2 separate regions of the Mus musculus genome follow, and region 2 is linked to region 1. The links are chromatin contacts, called in public HiChIP or PLAC-seq maps. All regions are on one chromosome and are shown on one strand. Each heading gives the region's core, a stretch centred on a gene start, on an enhancer-like site or on the middle of the called end of the contact. The rest is flanking DNA. Distances are from core to core; before and after follow the strand shown. Region 1 overlaps Ust (uronyl-2-sulfotransferase). Region 2 overlaps Ust (uronyl-2-sulfotransferase).

What was found. HiChIP or PLAC-seq counts read pairs in DNA pulled down with a chosen protein or histone mark.
Region 2: an H3K4me3 HiChIP or PLAC-seq map of bone marrow-derived macrophages shows a contact between it and region 1, with 4 times the contacts expected there. The contact joins two enhancer-like sites. A contact is called at or near these places in 9 of 484 Hi-C or Micro-C datasets (bone marrow-derived macrophages, embryonic fibroblasts, embryonic stem cells and 4 more), 1 of 115 datasets of contacts at active chromatin or transcription factors (bone marrow-derived macrophages) and 1 of 9 other capture datasets (bone marrow-derived macrophages).

Annotation. Positions count from the first base shown.
Region 1 is chr10:8,238,885-8,245,768 of GRCm38.p6, reverse strand. The region is part of intron 7 of Ust (uronyl-2-sulfotransferase); the gene reads left to right. The region is part of intron 2 of 4930573G07Rik (a long non-coding RNA gene); the gene reads right to left. Among named protein-coding and RNA genes, the nearest start is that of 4930573G07Rik, 33 kb to the right of the region's middle. Within about 2 kb of position 5,333, at least 13 of the 459 cell types and tissues checked have an H3K27ac peak or open chromatin away from gene starts, as enhancers often do. A contact at or near this core is called in bone marrow-derived macrophages, where this site is marked.
Region 2 is chr10:8,366,134-8,372,641 of GRCm38.p6, reverse strand. The region is part of intron 2 of Ust (uronyl-2-sulfotransferase); the gene reads left to right. Among named protein-coding and RNA genes, the nearest start is that of Ust, 150 kb to the left of the region's middle. Within about 2 kb of position 2,526, at least 26 of the 459 cell types and tissues checked have an H3K27ac peak or open chromatin away from gene starts, as enhancers often do. A contact at or near this core is called in bone marrow-derived macrophages, where this site is marked.

The sequences.
Region 1 (6,884 bases), core at 4,084-6,583:
TCAATTCCAAACCCCAGACTCTAAGGTGAAACCCAGACTCACCATGGTTAGCATGGTTAGCATTCCCATGGCTATGTCCTGCTCCCTAAAAACAGAAGTTCACAACATTCTACACCAGCATGGTGCCGGGGTGAACAGAGGGTGGGGAGTGTGTGCGCACACCTGGAGCTCCTGGATGCAAACAGCAGTAGGGCAAGAGCTGCTTGAGATGGGGCAGCTCTGGCCCAAGCGCCATTGACAAACGCACTCTGGCGTGTAAAACCCCAGCAGTAGATTAGATAGGGAAACAAATTGAAAATGCAATTAAGATTTTGCTCTCACACACCAAGTGCTCCCCAAGTAGGAACGACAAATAGAGAGCGGCAAAGCGATCACAGGACAGCCCACAGTGTCACTGTGAATATAATTACTTTCAGAAATCCATCATTTATTTTCCTCTCATTATTATTTAGCTTGAGAGAAAGATGCTTTTTTGCCACACTCTTTCCTATGTTCCTTAATCTACTCTGCACAGCACGTCTTGCATACTTATTTCCCAATCGGTTTGCGGCTTTGTGCTGTTATGCTGGAAAATGGGTGAGGGCAAATGGCCTGGTAGAAATAGCCAACAGAGGAGACCCTCCCAAGGACTGAAGACAGTCAGGTGGACTTGGAACCACATCTGTATCCCCAGGGCCTGTCTTTGCCCTTCCTGTTACACTGCGGCCCTGCCATTTGGGTAGATGGCCTGACAGGTTCTTCAAAAGCCTCCCAGCTCTCTCCTGAAATGAAAATCTAATTTATCTGCATGTAAGAATGTGCCTGAAAACCTAAAGGTGAGCCCTGCTGAGAGCCTTCCTATCAGAAAATCGGTTTGAAGAGCTAGACGTATAATGAGTCTTCAATAGCTGGGCTTTGGAAGTAGAGCTCCCTCTGTCCTTCTGATAACAGACACATGCAGGAGTTTACCGAGTCTATTGAATGGGAAGGGTGTCAGCATGGTGCTGTGTCTGATGACTGCTCTGTGAGACACTGTGAGCCTCCCTCTCTTTGTGCAGCCCTAGAGAGGGTTTACCCTACATTAGAGTCGTAAAGGAAGACTTCAGGCATTCTTATGTGGACCCGTCCTCTGTCTGTCTGTCTTGGCTCTCTCTCTTCCTCTCCTCCCTCTTCCTCCCCCACCCTCTCTTTGTAAGTGAAGGAAAGACAGGAGAAAGAGAGGAGGTGGGGATAAAGAGCTGACTGAATCTTGGTGACACATATTTATCCAGACATCTGTTAAATGGCAAGATATGAAGCCATTTACATCTGTTTTTAAGCTGGACAGTAGTAGCGCACACCTTTAATCCCAGCACTTGGGAGGCAGAGGCAGGCGGTTTTCTGAGTTCGAGGTGAGCCTGGTCTACAGAGTGAGTTCCAGGACAGCCAAGACTACAACACTGTCTCGAAAAACAAAAAAACAAAACATCTGTTTTTAAACACATATAAGCCTCCAATGACAAGTGTATCCAAAGGGGCATGCACCTAGCTGCTGCTTGAATTAACTTTCTATTTTCTTCAGCTAAATGGATGGCATCTCTGAAACGGTGGGCCTTGACCCCACGATCTGTAAGCACACTCACTAAAGTAGAGGAGACCTGTGAAGATTGGGTCACCCTTAGCTCTTTGACCTACAGCTACCGTCTTCCCACCAGTAAATTAAAACTCTTTCCCTTTTGATTTTGGCAGTAACGATGTGGTAAAGTCCTCAGGAGGAGTCAGGGACATCTGGTATTCCTGTGTAGTAGGATGAAAAGCTTCCAGAAGCCTGGTGCAGCTGCTCCATGGGGTTACGTGGTGTGGTACATCGAATCTGTTTTCAGGATGCATCTGGGGTGCCCTAGCTCTTTTCCAAGAGCAAAGTGATAAAAAAAAAAAAAAAGAATAATTCCTGGCACAGAAGGGGTTCCCAAGACCCCTGCTGTCTGTTCTAAACTCAGTTACTGAGTAGAGATTGTGGCAATACAATTTATGACCCCAGATTAGCTCTCTGCTGATGTGAAGTGTGTGCATGCATGACCAAATGAACTTCGGACGGAGAGTTCAGCAACTTCTGTGTACTGTGGTGGCTTGGCATTGTCTTCTGCTATTCCCTTACAATGACGCCGAAGGCCAAGGGAGCAAACGGTTCCTCTGTCCTAATAGTCTCCGCGTCCCCCAAGGTAGAGGATGTGGGTTAAGCAGAAACTCCTGACCAACCTCTTGTTCTATTTAGACTTCTGCAGACACAACGTGCAATATTGCTCTGTCACCATGATGCATTGGTGGGTTAAAGGTCAGACAGGTGAAAGGGCGTGTAGCGCTCTTCTACCTGTCCACACCAGAATGCCTTGTTCTCGTGGACGGCACACTAGAATCCTGAAGCTTCCCCGTATGCAAGAATTCTAGGGCTGATAGCGCAATTCGCTGGTCGAGCTCTTTCCTAGCAGGCCTACAGCCTGGCTATGATCCCCAGATCCTACAGTCACACTATTCGCGTTGCCTCAGCTGTCTGCAAGCAAGAAGAGAAAGAGCCAGTGGTCAGCCCTCCTCTCTTTACTCAGTCTGGGACACCACCCCACAGGATGGTAGCGGCCACCAGGAGATGGTTTTCTCTCCTCCATTGAACCTTCCAGGAAGCACCTTCAGAAAACACCCAAACGTATATTTTCATGATGACCCAATTCAATCAGGTTTACAATGAGATCATCACACACCCCTTCTTCTTTCTGCTAAATCCCCATGATCTTTACTTTTTACCCCTGCCCCCTTTGAAAGAAAAACAGAAGCCAACCTAGAGAAGTCTATAGTCCCTCTGTACGAAGCCCCTTACGATGAAGGGAAGAGAAAGACCGCGGTATTTCTGAGCCATGAATTTTAATGTGTCTGTGTCTCCTTTCCTCAGCTCCCAAGCCCTGAAATGTTGGTTCAGTGGGAGAGCATTTGCCTACGATGCTCACAGTGCTGAGTGTGATCGCCAGTGCCACCAAAGCAAGCAAGCAAGCAAACCTAGCATACTGTGAGCTGACAGAAATTTCTCAGGCCTCATTTTGCATGCTAAGTTGCAGGGATTGATGGTAACAGCTAAAATAAATAAGCAAGTTAATTTAAAAACAAAGAGCACCTGACTATATGTAATAGAAGCAGTTCTGGCGGGACCAGTAACTGAGTTAGTCTTGTTCAATAGTAACCAAGTTAGTATTGTTCAATAGCGCCACCTAGCTGGTGGACGGAACTGTGTGGCCTGGTGAAACCCATAACTTTCCTTCTTCAAAAGCTTGAGAACTCACGTGTCCTCTCCTTTTACCTTGTGTTTGAAATGCTTTCCATTACTAGAATTACTTCAGTATTCATCTTCTTGTTTCCATTGTAATTATAAGCCCTGGGGCATGATGGGAAACTCAGTAGGCATTCAGGGGAGGCTTGGGGAACACAGTTGGCAGCCATCAAAATAAATTCCAAACCATCTACTCAAGTACTAACCTCGCAAACTAAGTCCATTTACAAGGGGCTGTTTTAGAAAATATGTTCGCACGTTTTACAGGTAAGGATGACAAAGGACACGTCAAATGTTGTGCCAGCTAGATTTTTTGCTTGTTCATTGTCTATAAGTGACCGCTAGACCCCCACCCCACCCCTCAAGGTCTTTGATCAGTATTACAGTGTTTGTGAGTTAATTTGCATTGCAGTATTCAAATGAGAGCATTTGCTAGAAGTAACAGATGCATAAAAGAAAATTTTTAAATGGTGTACCACACCATTTAAAGTCTAGTTTTTACCAATCTAGAAATTAAAGAAAAAAAAATCCAACAGAATTAAAACAAATACTGAATGAATGCTTGGTTTCTATATAACCAAAGTCATTCTTGAAGTCTGGAGAGATGGCTCAGTAGTTAAGAGCACTGAGTGCTCTTCCAGAGGTTCAGAGTTCAAGTCCCAGCAACTACACGGTGGTGTACAACCATCTGTGATGGGATCCGATGCCCTCTTCTGGTGTGTACTTATAAAATAAATGAATAATAATTATTTTTTAAAAGTCATTCTTATGAAAGAGTGCTAACCTGAGCCAGGAAGCTCTCCTGGCATATTCTCTGCCCTGGGTCAGATGTGTAGCCTGAACAGTGACATTCTTACTGTGTGACCTTCAGGGTTTGTCTCGCTGAGATCTAAGGTCTCATGCGGTGTGCTTTTGAGCTCCTTGTTCAGCCCCCAGTTCCCACAGTCCTCTCGTAGTCCTGGGTAGTCCACAGTGCCTTTTGTGTGGTGATGGAGATCATCCATCTGTATCTGCAGCCTAGAGAGGGCTCACTGTCCAGAATTCTATCTTCCTTGGGGCTGCTGCTACCAGGGTGATCAAGGCAAAGATCTCCCTGCTGGTCATTTCTAGTCTTCATTCTCCATGCCATCTGTGTTTATCGTGGTGGTTAACTAAAGGTTGTCAGAAGGCATGGTCACTTATTAGCAGTATGGCCATGGCAAGGTACCCACCTGAAGCCTCAGCCTTCCCCGTCTGTATAATGTGCATAAATGTTACCTATCTTAAAGGGGCAGAATCCATAGTCCTTAAGATATATTGAGCATTCAGTGATGAGCTATCATCAGGCATAGCTGTGAAAAAACATGACTTTAGATTTCGCTGTAATCTCTATAGCCAGAAAAGGAGGGAAGCGTGAAGGAAGGCAGAAGATGAGGTGTGTGTGTGTGTGTGTGTGTGTGTGAGAGAGAGAGAGAGAGAGAGAGAGAGAGAGAGAGAGAGAGAGAGAGAGGTGGGACGAGCAAATGGGCAAGACTAAGAGAAGAGGAAAGGAGGAGTGTCATCTTAGCTCATCAGTTACAGCTGATCTGTGACTATGGCCCTTCTGCCGTGAAGACATTACACTTCTCTATTTCTGTCTTAGGAGAAGGGGAAGCATTCTCTTCCGGGGAATTTTGTGTTTCTCAAGGGAGACCCTTAACTGGAAACACTGCCACACTGACATGCCTGATCAGCAGATAAAGAGCACATATCATCCAAGTCAGTAGGAACTTGCTTAAACTGTCTGAATTCTTACCAGAAATGTCCGAGAGTTAGGACTTTGAAATGAAGTCCACCATTGAGATTTGACTCGGGACCAGTTCCCCTTAACTGGTGCTGAATTTTGGGTCTTGCGGTGTACCTGCCATTTAATAGATAATGCATGCCCAAATGCAAATATTTATTACAATGATGATGATTTTAATGAAGGGAGATTCACGGTTTCTGTCTTGCTAGTTTGTTTTCCATAGCCAAACATCCATCAGAATGTTAAGGCACTGTTAGCCTTTCTCCAGCAGGGGGCAGCATTGCTCTATTTTCTCCAGGAGATACCCATGGTTTCCAGTCAAAACTCAGCCCCTGCAGAGCAGAGGAATCATCCTTACTGTCTGAACATAGATATGCGAGCCCAGTTCAAACAACCTGAAATTTCACTAACTTTAGACATCTAACTTGCATTTTATGGGAGCCACTGGTATTGGAGGTGTAGGAGTTCACAATCAAATATGTTCATCTCCAGTTAGTCTCTATGTGATGTTTATGCACACATGTATATGTACTGTTAGTTCAGAACACACCTATCTACAATTCTAAAATACCCATATTAAACAGGTGCTGCCTTTCATCTTTCATTTCCATTTTTATTTCATATTTTCTATTGTTGCTGACCTAAAACAAAAGCTTTGAAAATTCCTGGAACCTTAAAGTAATTTAATAATGCCAGAAGAAATTAATATAACTTCAGAAGCCAATGAAGTTCTTTAGATAATTATCATTGCTGATAGTATGACCCCTCTCTTCTCATGCTTCATCTCCTATCCATAGTCTCCAGATAGTTTTCACTAGCTCAGTCCTAAGCTCAGATTCTAATAATATTAACAGTGGATCACATGTGGGTATGTATGTGTGCGTATTTGTGTGTCTCTGTGTGTGTCTTTGTATGTGTCTGTGTATCTGTGTATGTCTGTATGTGACTATGTATGTATGTGTGTCTGTGCATGTGTATGTCTATATATGAGTGTATGTGTATTTATGAAATCTGTGTGACTGTGTATGTACGTGTGTGCGTGTGTATGTCTGTGAGTCTGTGTGTGTGAATGCCTATGTATGGGTCTCTGTGTGTTTGTCTATATATGAATGTGTGTGTATGTCTATCTGTATGTGTCTCTGTGTGTGTCTATATGAGTGTATATGTCTGTGTATATGTGTATCCTTTTGTGTATATATATATATCTGTGTCTACGTGTGTCTATGTGTACCTATCCAAGCTCAAACAAGCAGACTCATGATCTATCCTTTCTTGAGTATGGTCCTGGATCACAAACCTGCCACAGCGTCTAAAGAGGGGTCATGTGCATCGAATTTCAGAAGCTCACACAGCTCCACATAGCCAGCCTTGCTGGGTTTTGAGTGAATCCTCTAAGGTGAGGAAGCAAATCTTCTTTCCCTTTCCTAAACAAGGATCCTGGCTTTAAAGGGGCCGTAACCCTCGCCCAGTCAGCGAGTCCCATGTACAGTGCTACGACCCCAAGTAACAGAGGTGACATTCAAGCCTGAGTTCCCAGAACCACCACAAAACACCACAAAGCCGAGTCCTTCTAAAAAATCCTCCTCACCATCACGGGCTCATGGTTGTTACGCGTTCACGGTGTGTTTCCACTGAAGGCGAAAGCTTGAAGACAAGATCTGTAAATGGTCGCAGTCAAAGTAAAGTTTATGCAAGAAAACCACAAGGAAATCATAAGGTCTGAGGGTATAGTTACCTGGCAGCATGAAGCCATGGGTTCGAGTCCTAATACTGGAAGAAAAGTAAACAAGAAAGAAATGTCCACAGGTCACCTCTGGTTAAGCCACTTTGAAAATGTGGCACCTT
Region 2 (6,508 bases), core at 1,277-3,776, 130 kb before region 1:
ACCCACTTCTCCCTTAGTAATTCAATGCTTAACTAATCGTGCCTTCATCATTTCTAAAAAATTCTGGGCAGCACAACCTTAAAAATACTTGTTTTATGTAAGTCTTGTTTTAGCATCTTTCGCACCTCATTCCCAAAAGACCAGTTACCACTAGAAAGAGGTCCAGCATTCTCGAAATCTTAAATGTTATTTATGCGCTCACCCACATATACCATGGTAGTGCATGTGTGGACGTCAGAAGACAACTGTAGGTGTTCACTCTGCTCGCACCTGCCTTCTCACCTCATCTCATCTTGAGGATGTCCCAGCAGTCTCCAAATCTGAACAAAACCATCAGCACCAGCCACAGCGGCAGCTTTAGTTGGCTAGAGGGTTGGGGTCCTCGGACGGTAGAACACATACATGTGGAAATCCTACATTTGTTGGGAAGCATGTTTAACCAAGAAGTTGCTTCATTTAGTTGAAGAAAACTCATACCACCATTCTTCGGCAACATGACAGTAGCCTCAGGACTTTAATCATCTTAGTAGCTCCAACTACAGCCACCTAGCCCCCTTCTTGGTTTCATTTCTCCTTTGTCCTTATCATCAACTTGCCTTTTGTTTTATTTATCCACTTTTTTTTTTTTTACCATTCCTAAATGATCCTTAAACTCTTCCCCGCCTCCAGTTATAGGTTTTTGTTTTTGTTTTGTTTGTTTGTTTGTTTGTTTGTTTGTTTTTGCAGGACTTTGCACACACTGATTAGGTGATGTATCTGTGTCCAGTTGATGAAGTCTTTCATGAGACCTTTCTTGTGCTCCAACCCCGTCCTTGGGTGCATCCTGAGACCTCCCTTACTCTCTCCTACACTTTCTCCCTTTTCCTGAAAAGCCTATGTTGGGGAATGGAGAGCTCTGAGCAACACAAACGTGTCTTCATCTGATTGGCTGTGCTTCCTTGCAGGGGTCCATCATAATAGGGTCTATGGATTATTACATTTCCTCATAGAAGTTGGGGTGGGGGGAATAGAAAGGGTCATTGGTCCCTCACTTGAGAGTCTACCAATCACTTGTACTATGCTCTAATTATACATAGCCTCGGGGTTTGGGAACATCTTAGTGTACATAGGCAGGGGGAGGTGAAGTGAGAAGAATGGTATGTCATCATCCATGCGAGGTGAAGACTTTCCAGTACAGCTACCTGAAGACTGCCTGCCTGCACTCCTGCCTGTAGCCCTTCCCCTGTGCTATGTAAATAACTCCGGTAGACTCATTGGTTTCTAGGGGACCCTTTCGTGGAATCATATCATGCCTTGGTTCACCACTGGGGCCTTGTAAGGAAGGGGATAGATGTCATCTCCATCTCTATCTTCTGAAATCACGTTGTGCTAGCTTCTACAGCTGACTCTAATCAGCGTAATCTCAGTGACTTAACACAACTTATTGTTTTACAGCCTTAGATGTCATAACTCTGAAATGTGTCTCAAAAAACCCCAAGTCATGATGCTGCTAGGACTACACTCCTTCTAGAAGCTTGAGGGAGTTATCCACTTGGTTGACTGTTTTAGCTTTTAGAAGCCACCAGTGTTCCCTGGGCTATAGTTCCTTTCACAGTCTTCAAAGCCAGTAGTGTAGGATCTTCAGATCTCTGTATCTGACTGTTTCTCCTCTTGCATTTCCCAGAACCTTTGTGAGTTTAACAGTCCCACCAGGATAACCTAGACACCCTTCTCACCCACCAATCTCTCATTTAATCCAAACTGTTAGGTCCCTTCTGTCAGTAGGATTATATAATCTGTCCATGGAGTCAGGAAGTGTATAGAATCATATCTCTTGAGGGCCACTTTCCTCCCTTCTGGGTGTATTTCTTTCCTTTTCTCAGCCTTCAGGGAAAAGATTAGTGTGACAACATTTTCTGAAATGTTGTTTCTTGAAAATATCTTCATTACCCTCAATCGACACTTGACAGGATAGAATTCTATGTTGGGAATCTTTGCTAATCAGAACAGGATAGTGTGATTAAAACAATCATCAACTCCAGCGTCTCAGAAACTTCACATACGAAACTTTGTTTCTTGGAAGACCCCATTTGAGCCCACTGGAGTCTCTTCAGGAGCTAGTTTAGGGGTCCCGGCTGTTTCCATCTTGCGACACCATTCAACAGGAGGTCATTATGGCAGTTTTTTGTTCTTTCATCCCAAAAGTGATACAGTCGCTTTTCTGAGCAGTTCCTTGGCCAGACAAGAAAAAGGGTCTAGTGCAATTCTAGAGGGCTGTGTAGGGGCAGGAGTGGCTTTGTGGCCGTGGGCGTGGCTGGGAAGTCAAGCTTGCCAGCAAGTGCCCCTGAGCAGTTCCTGTCCCTACCACAGGGCCAGTTCCCCTACAAACTGTGAAAGTCTCTGTCTATTTTACTGTAGATTTCAGCATTTCTGTTAAGAATATTTCGAGGTGCTTTATCTGAAAATCTAATCTGTCTCTATGGAAGCTGTTAGTCTTAGTGTTCGGAAAGTTCACGGTTTCACGCCCAGGGTGTGTCATTTTCAGGTCCTCATCCAGATACTCAGTGAGTTTCATATCCTAGAGATGGGTGTCCTGGGAGATGAGCTTACTTATTATTACCGCGTGCTTTTATTACCATGTGCTTTCTTCTCCTCAAGTTCTGTTTTTCTGGCTGCTTCTTACTTGCAGACTGATTTTCCGGGAAGAATTGGCCACATGTCTTTCCCTCCTCTCCTCTCCTCTCCTCTCCCCTCCCCTCCCCTCCCCTCCCCACCCCTCCCCACCCCTCCTCCTCTTCTCTTTTGTTTGATTACTTTTGTCTTTTCACTGTAGTGTCCTGAAAAGCTTCTTAATGTAGTTAGTCACCACCCACTCACTCTATTTCTAATTTTTTAAGAGCTTGTCAGGTTAGTCCCTAAACTTTGTTGATCACAGAGTTCTTGAGTTCCACACAGGGACATTTGGTAAATTTATTTTAAAAGGTTAGTCTTGGATATTTTATTTTTGGCTGCTACCCTTAATGGAATCTTTTTTATTCCACTGTATTTTAGGCTGATTATTATGATATTTAAAAAACTATTAGGGGCTGGTGAGATGGCTCAGTGGGTAAGAGCACCCGACTGCTCTTCCGAAGGTCCGAAGTTCAAATCCCAGCAACCACATGGTGGCTCACAACCACCCATAATGAGATCTGATGCCCTCTTCTGGTGCGTCTGAAGACAGCTACAGTGTACTTACATATAATAAATAAATAAATAAATAAATAAATAAATAAATAAATCTAAAAAAAAAAAACTATTAAATTTTGTGACCTATGGTCATATTATTGAAGTCAATTTTTGAAAATTATTTTATTATTTTGTGTGTAAGGGTGTTTTGCCTGCACATATGTCTCTGTACCACATGTGTGCGATGCTTGCAGACACCAGAAGAGAGAGCCAGATAGCCTGGTGCTGGAGTTAACAATCGCAAGCCTCCTTGCTGCTGGAGCAGCAGCTACTGCTCTTAACCACTCTCCAGTCCAGATTATGGAACTTTTCAGTATTCAGCCATTTAAACTTATTCTTGGGATGGGGCATGGGAGGACTGAAGGAAGAAAGAGCAAGGGAAAATGATGTGATTGTAGTTTAATTTCAAAAAATAAAAACATTAAGAAATACTTTACTTGTAATAGGTGTGTTTCTATGTGTGTGTGCATAGGTGTGTGAGCACACCTGCATGTGAGCATATCTGCTCTCGAAGTTCAGAAGCAGGTATCCAGTTCATTGGAACTAGAGTTATAGATACTTTTAAACTTCTGGAAGCAAACCCAGGTCTTTTGAAAGAGCAGAAAATGCTCTTAGCCACTGAGCCCGGCTCTCTAGTCCCCAAGTTCCTATTCTTAATGAGGAGTGACAAAATTGCCAAACAGCATTTATTTTACATCTTCCTAGTTCTGACTCTAATTTTCTAGTGTTATTTGGAATGATATATAGTCCATGGCTGGGGGTAGCTATTGTACTAGCCTTATGTAATCCACCTGTAGGTCACATACCTGGCATGTGATAGCATTGGGTAAATATTGTCACATGAGTGAATCGTAGCTATAGACACCATTGTTGGTTTGTTTGAAGTCTTAATGAATATTAACACATGTCTCATCGTTATGTTTAAGTTTAGTTTTTAGTGTGAATATTCTGTGTTTTGTTAACATGATGTTAAATGAGTATACTATTATGTGAGAAAGAATGCTTCTCCTAGCCTGTTATCTTTCATTCAGAATGATGTCGAGTTTTACTTTAGTGAACAAATGTGGCAAAAATTGTTGAGGATGGAGGGGTTGATGAAAAACATTTTATTTATTTATTTTTAATTAATTAATTAATTAATTAATTAATGAGGCGGGGTTTCTTTGTGTAGCCCTGTCTATCCTAGAACTTGTTCTGTAGACCAGGCTGGCCTCAAACTCACAGAGATCCATCTGTCTCTGCCTCCCAAGTGCTGGGATTAAAAGCGTGGGCCACCACTGTCCAACAAGAGTGACGTATTTTTATGTCAGTGTTTGACATAGCTTAACATTTTGTGATCACTTAGAAGCAAAGTTTTCCAGAGGGGCTAGAGAGATGACTCAGTCCCCCAAAGTACTGACCACTCTTCCAGATGACTCGGGTCCAGTTCCCAGCACTCACCTAGGCCATCAATCATAAGTATCTTTAATTCTAGTTCCAGGGTCTGGCACCCTGTTCTAGTATATGAGAGCACACATGCATATGGTACATACATATATGCAGGCAAAACAGCCATATACGTCCAATAAAAATAAACGAATCTTTTAAAAACAAAATTGCTTAGAGTTCGCAAGCAGTGCCTAACTTTTTTCCGTATGAACTCCAGGGCCATATGCTATGCTCACACTCACTGATGGGTGTCACTTGGGGCCTTCCACTCAGTACCTGCTGCCCAAAGTGCACTAAGCATCTTCTCAAACAGAGCACACACTTAACTGTGAGCTGAGCAAGCTATGATCTAGCTACATCTGAAAGGTAGTGTGTGGAAGTGTGAACAAGATTGAGAAAAGAGCCATCATTCAGTTGGAGACTGTCTATGAACTAGAATGATCTTGAGAGGTTGAAGGCTAACTAAACTGATTATGATTCCCGTCATAAGGGACAGTGGCTTTGAGAAATTGTCTATAAAACGAGAGAGAATGAGCTTAAGGTAAGCAACTCTTCACAAGGTCCTTGATCACATCTCTGGACTGTAGTTCAGCAGACTCAGTGTCCCACGAATCTGAAATAAGATACACCAAAGACCTTGGGACGGGTGGAGCGGGGGTTGGGGGAGTCTACATCTTATGGCATAAGAAGTAGCTGGACTTTGTGCTGGTTGTTGATTTTGGACCCTGGAATAAAGGACTAAGGTGCATATTTTACTTATCAAAGCAGACCTGGCCTTCAGGTTCTGCCAGCATCCCTCAGTCCCTACCTGGCATACCCTGCCCCTAACCCTGAACTTTCCAGTCCAGGGGCTAGGCTGTCCTACCCCCAGAGGCTCTTCCCTATATAATCCAGACATTTTATGTTTCTCTCTCTTTCTCTCTCTCTCTCTCTCCCTCTCTCTCTCTCTCCCCCATCCTTCTCTCCCTCCCCCTCTTTCTCTCTCTTTCTCTCTCTGTATGTGAACTCTTTATCTCTCTATTCTCTCTTCCTTCCTATGGCAATCTCCTTGGCTTCCTTCCTTGGGGCCAGAGAGCTCGCCAGCCCTAAAGTAGCTTCCCCATAACCCTACATTTAATATAATCTAATCTGACTTGAATTGGCTCATTTTACCGGCAAAGACATAATTTATCACTGATGACAAACTATAAATCACCCTCCAGAAAAGTGATATCTGTTGGAAGATGACAAAACCCTGGTGATAGGAAGACAACATGATCAGTCGGAGGGGTGACCTAATGTTTCAGTGTTGCTTTCTTTGAATCCAATAAATCCATTTATGTTATGTATAATAGAAAACAGGGCTCATTTTTCTGGAAGTAAGAATATTTGTTTAGGGCTTGGAGAGATGTCTATATCTCAGTGGCTAAAAACACGTATTGCTCTTGAAGAGGACCTGGGTTCAACTCCTAGCACACACAACCATTCCTAATCTTTAGAAATAAAAAATAATTTTACTTTTAGATTTTAGCTGATTTTTGAGACTTCCACAGCTTTGAAATGGGAGGTAATCATAATGCCCCTGCTGTATCCCCAATGTTGTTTGGGGAAGGGGAAAGGGGGAAGGAAGGGAGAAGAAGGGGGAAGAAGGGGGAAGGGGGAAGGGGGAAGGGGGAAGGGGGAAGGGGGAAGGGGGAAGGGGGAAGGGGGAAGGAAGGGGGAAGGGGGAAGGGGGAAGGAAGAGGGAAGGGGGAAGGAAGAGGGAAGGGGGAAGGGGGAAGGGGGAAGGGGGAAGGGGGAAGGGAGCCAGCGCTTTTTGAACAGAAGGGTGCTGCCTGTGGCTCTAATGAATGAAGACAGGATGACCATTTTTTTCTGGACCTTTGAGCTATTT